2 separate regions of the Mus musculus genome follow, and region 2 is linked to region 1. Evidence: chromatin contacts called from public Hi-C data. All regions are on one chromosome and are shown on one strand. Each heading gives the region's core, a stretch centred on a gene start, on an enhancer-like site or on the middle of the called end of the contact. The rest is flanking DNA. Distances are from core to core; before and after follow the strand shown. Region 1 overlaps Cyrib (CYFIP related Rac1 interactor B). Region 2 has its middle 7.8 kb from the start of Gm30691.

Region 1 (6,811 bases), core at 2,842-5,341:
TAGAGCTTCAGGCAGTCTAGGCTGGCCATGAAATTTGCTGTTAGCTGAGGGTGGTTCTAGTCCTAATCTTCCTGCCTTTGTCTCCTAAGTGCCGGGATTGCAAGTGTGACCCACCATGCCCAGCTATTTGGCTTCTTTTTAATTGAGTGTGTGTTGAGGGTTCCCCCACATTTTTATCTGTATCTTATTGGTGCGACATGTCTTGTGTGGACCGTCGCTACCCTGTGGAGTGCAGGGTAGTCCTCAGCCTTCTCATGCCAGCTGTGTGCGTGTGGTGTGTAAAGGAACGAGGATATTCAGACTCCTTGCTGTGTCTAGAGCCTCCCTGACCTTGCAAGATGCTCTTTGGTTGACTGGTGAGATAGCAAGAAGACAGAGTGACCCAGAGTGTGGCAACTTGCAGGGTCTGGGAGATGCTAGACGGTTTTACAAAACACCCCCACAGCTGCCCACCGTGGACCGTTTGCCCATAAGGCGGAGAGTGTGAAACCGCATGAGGCCCAAGACATGCAGGGTTACGGTCATCTTCAGGAAACAGATGCCATGTTTCAGAGTCCCATGAGATGCTGTCCAGAGAGAAGACATGTAGTGAATGTCTATGTGCCTTACAGTTCTAAATAAGTGTTCATATTTGAGTGTAAATACCTAGAAATGAAGATATGGTCATTTCTAGGTGGTGGAAGGAAAGACAGACTGGGACCTCTCTGCCTTTGGATACGATGTCTGAGGTGACGTCATTGCCTGGCATTTAAGCTCTGTCTTCTGTGAGTGGGAAAGTTTGGGGCTGAGGATATGGCTCAGTCGAATGCTTGTCTAGCACACATGAAGGGCTGGGTCCCATCTCACTCACCTGAGTAAGCTCGGTGTGGTGGGGTGCACCGGGGAACGCCACACTTGGAAATGGAGGCAGGAGGGTCAGAAGTGCAAGGTGGTCCTTAGCAATGACAGAATTTGAAGCCAGACTTGGGTACATGAAGTCCAGGGATATTTGTGCCATGTACCGAGAGTCTTTGGAATTAACTCCTGGAACGAATCAATGTCGGTGTTGTCTGTGTCCAGTGTCTCCACGAGTTTTATTCATAGGCTCTTTTATTTTTTATTTTCATTTTTATTTTTTTATCTTTTTGTAGACTCTGTGAATGTCACACCATACACCCAATCTCACTCACGTCTTGTCCCTTTGTATCAATCTCCACCCTAACAACCCTCCCATCAAAATAAAATAGAATAAAAAAGTCTTGTCATGGAAGCTGCAGTGTGCCATATGTGTCACACATCTATCCGCTCTTGAAAATGCACATTGCTCAGAGTCACTGGTCTGGTTCGAGGCCTCTGGCTTCTGCTACGCGATCAGTACTGGATTCTCATATGCACTCCTCTAGGATATCCTGTTGTTGTTGCCTTGTGTCGTGGAGGTCCCGCAGCTTTGGGTCTGCAGGACAGGCATGCCCCCCAGCAGATCATAAATGGGGTAAATGTTTGGGTGGACCAACTCAGAAGCCCTGGATCTGGGCCTGGGAGGTAGCTGAGTTGGTCAGCCTGCTAGCCCTCCTGTGCCTGCATTACCAGGGCAAGTTCTCCAGCCAACTTACCCTGTGCAGCAGCCACCAAGGGGCAGGGTCTGCTCGACCTGTGCTCACCTCCTGGGCTGCTTGAGCCCCTCTCTCCCCAGGGGCAGCTCTATTGTGCTGCCCAAGAGAGATGCAGGGCCCACTCTCCCAAGTAGGATCTTTCTTTAGGGCTCCAACCGAAATAATAAACAGTGACCTGTTTTTTTCAATTACAATAGTAAGTTGTAGTTGTTGTTGTTGTTGTTTTTGCTTTAATTTCCATAACAAAGGTTATTGAATCCAGAACCTTTGAGTGAACTACTGTTGCAAAGGTCTGGAGGCCCTGAGGCACTAGGAGGGAGAGTGGGTTTAGAAGTCCCTTATAATAAAGTAGACTTCAGCCATGAGGAACCTAGGACTTTCACCCAAGAAGAGAGATGTGGAAACCTGCATGGGTTACCTTTGTCCTCGAAAGGCTTGTATCATAAATGAGAATCTTGAAAACCCCATTCCTCCCAGAGCTCGGAGAGTGTTTGGTTTGTGGGTCTGAGCTATGGGGATGAGCAAGAGGGGAGACTCCATGATGGCTTTTCAGGACCTTGAGCCACAGTTTGTAAGCAGCCACTGGTATTTACATCATGGGACAGGTGACAGAAGGAACACAAAAAGTTAAGAGTTGCGTCCGTAATGAAAGGTGGATGTTTAGGGCCCCACCCTCCTTGCAAGCCGAGAGTCAGACCTGACATTGAGCCAGGACAGGAAGTGAGGAATGGGTGGCAGCAAGCAGCAGCCTGTCACCCCCTGAACACTGAACCAGTTGCTCTCTGGATTGCAAATGACTCTCTCTGAACTTCAGCTAGCCTAAGTCGATAAAATTAAAGAGAATTATGTGCCAAGCAATGAGCTGATTGGGCGGGGCTGCTCCAGTGGTTGGTCTCTAGGCTCTTTCTTCCAGGTGGCAAGCGGCTAGAACAACTTGGACACAAACTAAGTCTCCTAGTGGGATAAAAGGCACCTCCCTCCCAGCAGCCTCAGTCAAATTTACTGGCCAGCTAGAATCTTAGGTCTGTTGGTTCTGGAAGGTTCCATGCTTTGACTGTCTTCTCTTAGGGTACATGCCACCCCTGGTACACATGTAGAGATAGTTAGGGTGTCCCATAGGAGACATTGGGTGCATTTCCAGAGGGACATGGAACTGTCAGACAAGACAGCAGCTGTGCATGGCAAAGCATGGCAGGGCCTTGCAGGGCGTGGCTTTCTTTCCTGGCCACTGGGGTTTCTGTTACATTGGTGATTTGTACTTGACAATGAGTAGCAGAAGGGAAGGAGGGAGGGAGGGAGGAAGGAGAAAGAGGAGGAGAAAAGAGACAGGGAGAGACCAAAGTGCTGCCCCAGCCTGTGGGCTTTCCCTGATGGATGCTGGGAAGTGTGAGGGTATGTGGGTAAGTGGGGAGGGCTCCGCAGCCAGTGTTTCCTTCCCAGCTGGTCTGGAAGCAGGCCAGCGATGGTGAGCCGCTGAGGGTAGCGATTCCTGCTAGCTAGAAAGCACCACGTGGTTGGGAAGAAAATGCTTTCTCCCTTTCCTATGCCGCACCACGGACCCTCAAGGACTTCCAAGGGGCCTTTGCAGAACGGAGCTTCTGTAGGTCTGGTGGGTTGGGGACGTCCTTGCAGATGTCAGGAGGTGACTGCTCTGTAGTGGGCCGCTTCCTCGGGCTCTCAATGGGTATTAGCTTTGTTCACCATCTACTGTCTTCCCCTCCCAGATGATGTCGGGCCACCTTGGCCAGTCACACTTTGTTTGCATCCATTTATTTTGTGGGTCCCCCACCCCTTGCCCTGCCCAGTTCAGTTTTATGGGCTTTGGACACCGGACAAATATTTGACATTGATTATGAAGGTCTTGAATGGAGAATGAAAATGGTTTCTTCTCATTAGTTCTGGGCCCTGGGGGGATATGAGGTGCCTCTGGCCATATGGTGGGTCATCAGTGCCAGTGGGGATTGGGCACCCAAGAGAAAAGCTACCAGAGTAGCAAGGGTCACCTTGCCTAGGGTAGGGGGCTGGGGGCAGTGAGAAGAATAAGGCAAGCGAGACGACAGGCCATTGTGTGGCTCCCACTGGCTGTGGTCTAAGCCCTGCCTCTTTGAATGACATCACTTAATGGTCTTTTATCAAATCCTTAGTGGTTGATATCACCATCACCATTTCATGGTAGGGGAAACTGAGCCCAGAGAGGTTAGGAAGGTTTTTCTATGTAACCCAGCTACAAAGTGGTTACCCTGGGTTGTGGGGTTCTGTATCTGTGTCAAATGTGTCCCACCTGTGGTGCTGGAGGACATTTTGACTGTGAGTGGGTTGTAATAAATGAGACTCCTAGAATCTGTAATGAGGTTTTTATACTGACTGGCTGTAAGAGGAAGATAAACAGGTATCGGGGGAGAGAGGTCATTGGGCAGCAGCCTGGGGTATAGGTGCAAGTACCCTGAGCTGGCTCCTGTCCCTGCCCTTCCTGCCCTTTCATGTACCATGTGGCTTTGTGTGAGTCATACCATCCTGGGGCGGGCTTCCTTCTTAAGAAGCAAGGGTAGCACCATAGTACTTGCTGCGAATTCCCGAATTCCCGAGTGGCAGGGCATGGACCAACCTTGGATGTTTAGGGCTCCGTGGGAAAGAAGTACTTTGCCTACTAGCTCAGCACAGGTTTCTGAGGCCTGGGGAGGTGGGAGGGAGGGAGGGAGGGAGGGAGGGAGGGAGGGAGGGAGGGAGGGAGGGAAGCAGACTCTGCCTTAAGACAGCCATCTGACTATTGTCCCTGAAGTCACTGGGAAAGGGAGGTGCCATGAGCAAGAAGACTTCTAGTGCTTCTCTCCCTGGTGGCTGAGCAGAATGGCTGCTGTGGCTTTGGCTTTCAGAGGGAGAGAGGCTTCAGCTATGTGACCCCATCACCCAGGAACCCCTGATCCCCAGGTCTGAGGTGCAGTGTTTGGAAAAGGTACCCTGGGTGATTAGGGCCAGCTGCTGTTTTCCCCTGAGAGCCAGCAGCCGCTTCTACCAAGGCGTATTCAGTGCTGGCCCCTGAGAGATTTCCAGTATGCAGCTGCTCCTGAGGGCCACCACCCTGCCTGGCACAGAGTGGGGTCAAGTCCTCTGCAGGCACTGCAGGCCTGTTCGCCAAGCACCGCCCCCCCTCCCAGTCCCATGCCTTGTGGCCTGCTGACAAGCACACTTCCGGGTAACACTGTCCCCCTGTCCCATCTGGAGTCCTGCTCAGTTTTATGCAGTAGGATATGTTTATGGTTTCCTTAAGGTGTGTGTGCTTGGTGTGCACAAATTGCCCATATTTAACTTAACTTTCACGTCCTGGTGAGTTTAGGCACGGCCACGTTTATCATGTATACAGAGGTGATGGCTAGGTATCTTCTGATGAAACTCAGCGGCAGCAAGATGAAGGCTGGGGATTAAAAAAAAAAAAGAAGATGTGGCGAGCTCTAGAAGTCAGCCCTGACCATAGAGACTCATTTAAAATGGACAGGGATTTGGAATTTTGATCCAGTTGATGGTCAAATGGTGGCTTTTTTGTAGTATGACATTTTTCTTTTTTCATTTTTCATGAATTTTGTCTGGCTACATGTTGAAGAGTGCTATTTTTAGAAGTTCTATGGACCAGCCACTTTCTGAATATTGTTCAGTACACTTAAAAGAATGACAGAGGAAGAAACAAGTTTGTTTGAGACACTGAGTGCTGTCGGGATCTACATAATCCCAGACTGGACCCAGGTGTGCCTGACTCTGGAGCTCCACGCCGTGTGCACTGATTGGATGTTCATGAGCACACACCATGAGTATCATGGGATAGAATTTAAATTTCTGTTCTTTGACTGGGCAGTATGCCAGTGCCCGTAACCACACAGGCAGGTCAGCTGAAGCCAGTCTACATCTATGGTGTAAAGTTCTGCTGTGTACCACTGACCCCAAGAGCCAGGAGCCAGATCAGAGCCAGGTCTGTGAATGAGCGTGTGTTTAGAGATGCTGAAAGGCCTAAGCAGACTGTGGGATCCAGTGCCATCCACTATGGAAGTGACGTGTCAGCCTGGTTGGGACTTGGCCTTGCCAAGTCTGTAACGACTTGGTATCTTGGTTCACTACACACAGTTTGCATGTTGATGCCACTGCTTACTGTCCTAAGAGCTCCAGGGCACAAGAAGGGATGTGCTCAGCAACTCCTCTAGGCCCAGCGCAGTGCATGACCACACCCTGGGTGTTCACCCCTCTGGAGGGCATGGGGACCCCAAACCTGGGAGGTTTACCATGTGGAAGGACTTGGAAGTGAGAGCTGCTGAACCAGGAAACATGTTAGCTGGACCTAGCCCTCAGAGCCCCTCATCCATAGACCAGGTCCCCAAAGGAATATTCTCTATCTTTCAGGTTAGCAGTGACTTTTCTTTAAAGACATCATGTCTTTATACCTAGAAGATAGTTGATAGGTAATTCTCAATTAATTCAGAAACACCATTACTATTCGTCCAACGGCTAGGGGTGTCTGCCCTTGTCCCCAGCGTAGTTTATCTCGCAGGACTAGGGTGTGACTGTGATGGATGGTTCTGGGATTCTCCATGTCAATTCAGCACGTACTAATAATATGTGTCTATTCACTAATATAATTCCATCCTTATCTGCCTCCTTCTTACCTCCACAGTCTGTTCATTCAATCAAAAGAAGGTCGAATTGTTGTTGCTTAAATAAAACCTTGTCTGAGATCTGAGGGGTGTAGCTTGTTGGTGGAGCTCTTGGGTAACATGCGTGGACCCTGGGATCAATTCCCAGTACCACAAACAAAACCAAACCTTATTGAAGTACAGTCACTGTTAACATTATTAGGCTAAACAGATGGTTGACTTAAGGCTTCCAAACACTCCTTTTTAACATTTGCCAATGAGTTAAGTAGCTCGTGTCTAGTTGCTGTCCCCCTTTTAGGACCACTCAGGTGTCTCCTAGGGTTAAAGGCAGATTGATTTCTGTGCTGAGGCCTCATTAGAGACAATTGTATATGCCTGTTTAATAGAGCTTGAAACTATGGGAAATGTATTTATTTTATTTTGTTTTGAGACAAGGTCTCACTATGTAGTCCTAGCTGGCCGGGATCTCGCTTATGTAGACCAAGTTGGCCTGGAACTCACAGAGCTCTGCCTACCTCTGCCTCTACCTCCTTCATGAGAGGAGGCCCTGGACCCCCATGCTGACTCAGGGAAAAGTATGAA
Region 2 (6,679 bases), core at 2,966-5,465, 590 kb before region 1:
ATCTGTCCGAGTACAAGAGAGGGGTCAGGATCATCTAAGGAGCAACCTTGACAATAAGGGTATGAAGGAGGTGCAGGAGCAAGAGATCCTGAGCGGAGCACTGAGTTCCCTCACCGAAAAGATGAGGATAATGGATGAGATTCAAGAGCAAGCCAAGTGTCTAGTCTGGGATGTAAAGGAAGTGAGCTGCAAAGATCAGGGAAGACCAACCAAAGTTATTTTTTCTCCAATAATTTGATTTTTTTATTCAATTTATATCTCCCCTCCCTCATGTCTCCCCAGTCCCCTTACGTATCCCTCCTCCACTGCCCCCTCCCCTTCTCCTCAGAGAACAGGGAGCCTCCCATGGGTACCACCCCACCCTGGGGTCTCAGCAGGACTAAACACCCCCTCTCCCACTGAGGCCCTACCAAGTAGTCCGCTTGGGGGAAGAGGATTCAATGCCAGACAACAGAGTCGGAGACAGCCCCTGCTCTAATTATTAGGGGGCCTACATGAAGACCAAATTTGACAACTATACAAATGTGTAGAGGGTCCGGGTCCAGCCCCAGAATGCTCTTTGGTTAGTGGCCCAATTTCTGTAAGCCCCCATAGGCTCAGGTTAGTTGATGTTATAGGTCATCTTGCGATGTCCTTCATCTCTCTGGCTTGTTCAATTCTATCCCCCACTTTTCCACAAGACTCTCTGAGCTCCTCCTGATTTTTTGGTGTGGGTCTCTGCATCTGCTTCCATCTGCTGCTGGGATGAAGCCTCTCAGGAGACAGTTATGCCAGGCACCTGTCTGCAAGCATAGTAGAGCATCATCAATAGTGTTAGGGGTTGACTCTCACACATGGGATGGATCTCAAATTGGTTGGCTGTTCCTCTCAGTCTCTACTGCATCTTTATCCCTGCACATCTTGTAGGCAAGACAAATTTTGGATTGAAGGCTTTGTGGATGGATTGATGTCCCCCCGCCCTCCCTTCTTTGGCAGTCCTACCTCTCAGCAGGAGGTTAAGAAGGTAAAAAGCTGTTAAGTGAGTTGTCAGAGCACTGTGGGCTTGACCAGGATAAAGAGGTGGGTTGTGGTAACATAAAGGCATTTGAAAGTCCTAAGATTTACTTGGTGATAGAGCACACATATGGCCCTATGCCAAATCCATACATAAACTAGTCAGACACACAGAGAGAGGGAGAGGGAGGGAGGAGAGAGGAGAGGAGAGGAGGGGAGAGGAGGGGAGGGGAGAGGAGGGGAGGGGAGGGGAGGGGAGAGGTGGGAAGGAGAGGGGAGGAGAAGGAAAGGGAGCGAGAGGAGGGGAAGGAGAGAGGAGAGAGAGGAAGCAGAGATAAATATATATTTATCCCTTGTTCTAGATCTAATATCTTGGAATTCTCCTTATTAAGCTCAAGGCTGTAGTCCACAGTCTATGATAACAATGTGATTTATGGTGCATGTGGGGGTACTCCATATGTGTGTTCACTTGATATGTGCAGATCAGTCACACAAAAAGACAATCAGAGTTACACAACAAAGGCTCAGGTGAGCAGTCCCTGTTCTCAAGAGTCTATAAGTGTGTCCTCCAGTTGCTGGGATAAGTAAGTGCTATCTGCATAGGTCCACCAGAGCAGGACAACCAGAGGCTGATACCTAGATCTCTCCTGACCTGTGTGCCATTTTTCATTGCCTATTCTGACATGTTTGTTTGTTAGCTTGCTTGTTTCTATTGTATACCCTGGAGATGTCCAATTCACAGCTCAGAGACTTCATGCAGCCAAGAAGACCTATGAATGTGACATCAAACATCATAAACGTACTTAAACCTCATGGTTTTATGATTTTTATTGGGTAACATGAATATGCAGCTTTGTAGATGTCAACACTAGGGTCACAATGTCAAAATGTTAAATAACGCCCTGGAGGCACTGATCCAGTCCATTTTAGAGACCACTGTAGAACACTATAGGATGGTAGGCTATGAATAACAAAATTATCTTTACCATAGTTCTGAAATCTGGGAAGTCTAAGGTCACAGAACTGGCAGACTTGAAATCTAATGAGCATCCTTCCTGGTATGCAGATAGATGTCTTCTGAGTCTGTTCTTACACAGTAGAAGGGTAAGGAACATCTCTGTGGTCTCTTTCATTAGGTCCTTATTCCTGTTAATAGAGCATCCACTCTCTTGACCCACTTCCTTCTGAAGAATTCATTTATAATATCATCACCTTAAAGACTTGGGTTTCAACCATGAAATTTGGTCTTTGAGGAACATTTGATCAATACCACTATAATGGTGATGATGTTGATAATAATAACAGCATCGCTGAGTCTTATGAGAACGTCTAGGAAATAACAGAACCTGGAAGTCTAGGAAACTTCCCAACAGGTAGAAAAATACATCGCCAGTAGGAACTGGAAGTCTATTCAGACAGAAACACTAATAATATCCAGCACTGTGCTGATAGCATAACTTGCATTATCTTTTATAAACTACAAATAAGCTATCAGTTAAGAATAATTACTTCTGGGCTGACAAGATGGTTCAGTGGGTAAGAGCACTGACTGCTCTTCTGAAGGTCCTGAGTTCAAATCCCAGCATCCACATGGTGGCTCACAGCCACCCATAATGGGAACTGACGCCCTCTTCTGGTGCATCTGAAGACAGCTACAGCATACTTATGTAATAAATCTTTGGGCCAGAGCAAGCAGGGACTGAGCGAGCAGGGGTTGACCAGAGTGAGCAGAGGTCCTAAAATTCAATCCCCAACAACTACATGAAAGCTCACAACCACCTGTTTAGCTACAGTGTAGTCATATACATAAAATAAATAAATAAATCTTTTTAAAAACAGAATAATTACGTCTGTTTTATAGACAAGGATAGAATCATGTGTGTGTGTCAACTGATAAGCCCAGTACCTCACAATTATTATTCAAATCAGGTCACTGGACTGCCAAGCAGATGCTTCCAAAATTGGGTACACAATGAAGTTAATGCTGAATTTTTAATTTTTTTCTATCTTGTTTGGTTTGTTTGGTATCCATGTGTCCTGTGTTCCTTTCCCTGCATCTATCTAAATAGCAGGTAAGATACTTGATGTTTATTGCATGATAAAAAAGATGACCCAGTAAAATGAAGAACAAGAGTGCACTTTGGGGCATTCTGTTTTTAAAGCCTGACCTTCTAACACAAAGACAAACGGGTCTGGATGGTGTGTGGTGAGCATGGACTGTGCTTCAGGCTCTCTGAGATCCCAGGAAGCAGTTTGCCTGGACTGAAATAAGGACACAAGTTTGAGGAGAATGTGGGTTCTTTGTTTACCCTAGGTTAGCCTACATGACGGCAAGATGGCCCAAAGATCAAAGCTCAGACTTCTCTGGAAGCAGAAGGGACATCTGTGCATTGGATACAGATGTCTGTGAGGGAGCCAACTGAGGCCCCCAGTCTCAGTGAGTCATCGGGCAGCAGGATGAGCCTGGAAATGGCTGCTCACTTATAGCAGAATGAGGCCAGAACCAGTCATGTGCTCTCTGTCCCCAGCCAAAGGAGACTGACTCATGATCAGAGGCAAGAGAGGACACAGGGGCTGAAGCACAGATGGGAACATCACCTCTAGCAATAACAACACAGAACGCCTCTGCTCAGCACCTTAGAGATCAACAAAACGCAGGATCTGAGCTACATCTCCTGGTAAAGATGCCCAAAGGGGATGAATTCACACACCTACCTCTCCAGCCAGCAATAGCTTAAAATCAAAACTAGATTCTCCTGGGGAAATAAACAAAAGATCGTCCCATTTCTGGCACACCTGAGGACAGGGGCCTAGATTGGTACCTGCTGCTCAGGAGTCTATAATTGGGGAGGGTGGTGTCACCGTGTGCTGTTCCCTGGGGTTTCAGCACAAATTCTCACAAGCACCACAGGTGCCACATGGATGTCTTCATCAGCTGTTCTTTGAAGCAGATGGATCCACTATGGTGAGACCCCATAGGTAACAATACTTCTGTTTAGTCTGCCAGGTCCTAGAAGTGGGCATTTCTGCTACCACAGTCATGGTTTGCAGGGAGTCCTTTGCCGGACCATCTAAAAAGAGGCTATTATCACTGTGGATGGCTCCCTGAGAAGTAGGTGTTCCAAGAGCCCTGGCTTAGGGACCACATACCTGGACCCTGGCAAACCTTTGCTTTGGCCAGCACTAGGACCGTGGCTGAGTAAGTCAGCCTCAGCTTTGGTTTCCTGTCCTAAAATAGATCTGATAATTCTTTGCTGCTTAGTCACAGTAGTGGAGTGAGGAAAACAGGAGAGCCAATACTGGAAATGTGAAAAAGAGCAGAGAGTAGTATAAGGCAGTTCCGTTGCCCCCCTTTAGATCCTTCATACCTCTGCCTAGCATAGATTTCATGGCTGCAACCTTCCTTATTGGACTGTGTATGCCTTCCCTAGAAGATCTCTCCAGCCTGCAATTTTCCTGCACAAACTTGACAAGGCCTTCCCATGATATATGGTGCCCCACAGGACTGACCCCATGTTCCTTTCTCCAACCTGGTGACCCACATTCCATTCTTTCCACTAGAACATTTCCGAGCTTATTCTCACTGCTCAAACACTGCTTCCATTGGCCTTTCACACTGGCTCCCTATTTTTTGTACAGAAGTTGAAAGTCCATGAATAAATGTCTGCTCAACAAATACAGCCAACAAAACAATCCTTCTTACCTAGCATCAAACCAGACCCAAGTCCATCCCATCCCTATCACACCAGTCACTTTCTGATGAGCAATTCAGACTCTCAGATACTTTGAGAATAGAGGGGGGGCATCCTGAACAAGAGGTTTCAAGTGTCCCGGTCTCTGGAAAACAGGGGTGTGAATAAGAATGACCTCCAAAGGCTCATATATTTGTCTACTTGCTTACCAGTTGGAGAAACTTCTCAGGAAGTATTAGGAGGTGAGGCTTTATTGGATAAGGTATGTCACTGGCAGTGGACTTGAAGGTTTCTTACAAGTCTATAACATTCTCAGTTAACATTCATGTGCTTGTGGGTCAAGATGTAAGTGCTTAGCCACTGCCCTAGCTCCATGCCCTGCCTTCTCCCATGCTCCCAACCATGATGGCTATGGCCTCACCCTCTGAAACTGCTAGCCCCCAAAATAAACACTTTCTTTCATAAGTTGACATGTTTCTGGTATTTTAGCACAGCAATAGAAAAGCAACTAAGACAGAAAGGATTCCGTCTTTAGTAAACAAATGCAGTTGATGTGTCAGAACCTGTGTGTCGTGTGGTTGGTCTAAACTGGAGACCCCATTCTTTGGGGTGCACTAATGAAACCTATCATTAAGCCTCTTAGGCTAAATCCGAGACCTCGGGGTAAGGAGGCATTTGTTTTTCTTGGAAGACCAGAGCCCTCCATAGTTCTGTGCCTCACTTCCTGTAACATAACTCCACAGACCACATGCTTTCCCCCACTTGATACTCATTCCTACGCCTGCCTAAAATATCTTTCAGGTAGGTAACAGCACTCTTGTTTTATATGTAAGGGAGTGGGGTCTGAGGGTAAGAGATGCTCAAAATTAATGGCAGAACCTTTTAGATGGCTGAAGTCTACAGTTTCCAAAGTTTGTCTTCATTGGTTAGTAAGTTGCTAATCGAGGCTAAAAGAAATTTATGCTCCAAAATCTCAACATTAAAGTGGAAAGATTCAATGCTTTTAAACTTAAGGTTTAACTGACTACAGGGAAGGACCAAATTAGTCACCAGCAGTTAAGCAATCAGCACTTTCAGTCCAAAAGAAGAATATATCTAAATGGTTATACCACTGTATATAACCATCGGAGATCACTGGGGCGCAGAAGAGAATCTAAGGATGTCATGGTATCACCATGGTTACTGAAGAAGAGGATGCAGGGAATGATAGGTAAGATGAACTCCTGATCTCTCCCAGAAATAGGTGGTCATAGAAGACCTACATCGAAATTATGACACACCAATCCTTACCATGCTGCCTTTCCATGACAGCACCTCACGTTCTTTGCAACAAAAGTGTGCTGCATCAGCACTGACTGCACATAATACAATGTTTCGTATCTAATAGGTGAATTTAAATGTGTGTGTAGATAGATAGATAGATAGATAGATAGATAGATAGATAGATAGAGATAGATAGAGATAGATAGAGATAGATATGATATATAGATATATAGACATATATCCTAAAGAGCTGAATGAGGTTAAAAACAGGATGAGCTGAAAGAGACACATGGTTTCAAAGCTTAACACTTACCAGGTCTAATATCCCTCTGTCAACAAGAGTTTATCTGGATTCTCAGAGAGTACCTCAAGTGATGGGGAACTTAAGTTTCTTCCAAGACATCGATTTATCTCTGCTAAAGACAATGTTTTTCTCTCCACCTCCTTACCGTGACTTTCAGGATAAAACAGGTGTATGCTTTGTTAAATGAAGCCCTTCAGCAGCTCCCCAATATGTTCAGGAGACGATGCAAATTCCTCACCAGTACTCACAAGTTCTTCAAAATCTGTCCCTTGCAGACCTTAAGGAGACCTTTACCTGTTCTCCCAACTCCAGAGAGCCACTGGCAGTTGACAGCACCAAGGGAATCCTCCACCCATTCTCATCCAGCGAACAGTGCATGCATCTATCTGTGGTCTGCTTAAACACTGAGCGTGTCTGCATCTGATCA

What was found. Hi-C and Micro-C count contacts between places; a contact is called where the count stands out from the background.
Region 2: a contact with region 1 is called in a Hi-C map of the N1E-115 cell line, with 3 times the contacts expected there. The contact joins two enhancer-like sites. A contact is called at or near these places in 1 of 39 promoter capture datasets (cranial neural crest), 1 of 484 Hi-C or Micro-C datasets (the N1E-115 cell line) and 1 of 9 other capture datasets (embryonic stem cells).

The regions. Positions count from the first base shown.
Region 1 is chr15:64,029,156-64,035,966 of GRCm38.p6, reverse strand. The region is part of intron 1 of Cyrib (CYFIP related Rac1 interactor B); the gene reads left to right. Among named protein-coding and RNA genes, the nearest start is that of Gm25628, 6.6 kb to the right of the region's middle. Within about 2 kb of position 4,091, at least 72 of the 459 cell types and tissues checked have an H3K27ac peak or open chromatin away from gene starts, as enhancers often do. A contact at or near this core is called in the N1E-115 cell line, where this site is marked.
Region 2 is chr15:64,619,592-64,626,270 of GRCm38.p6, reverse strand. No RefSeq gene overlaps it. Among named protein-coding and RNA genes, the nearest start is that of Gm30691, 7.8 kb to the left of the region's middle. Within about 2 kb of position 4,215, at least 86 of the 459 cell types and tissues checked have an H3K27ac peak or open chromatin away from gene starts, as enhancers often do. A contact at or near this core is called in the N1E-115 cell line, where this site is marked.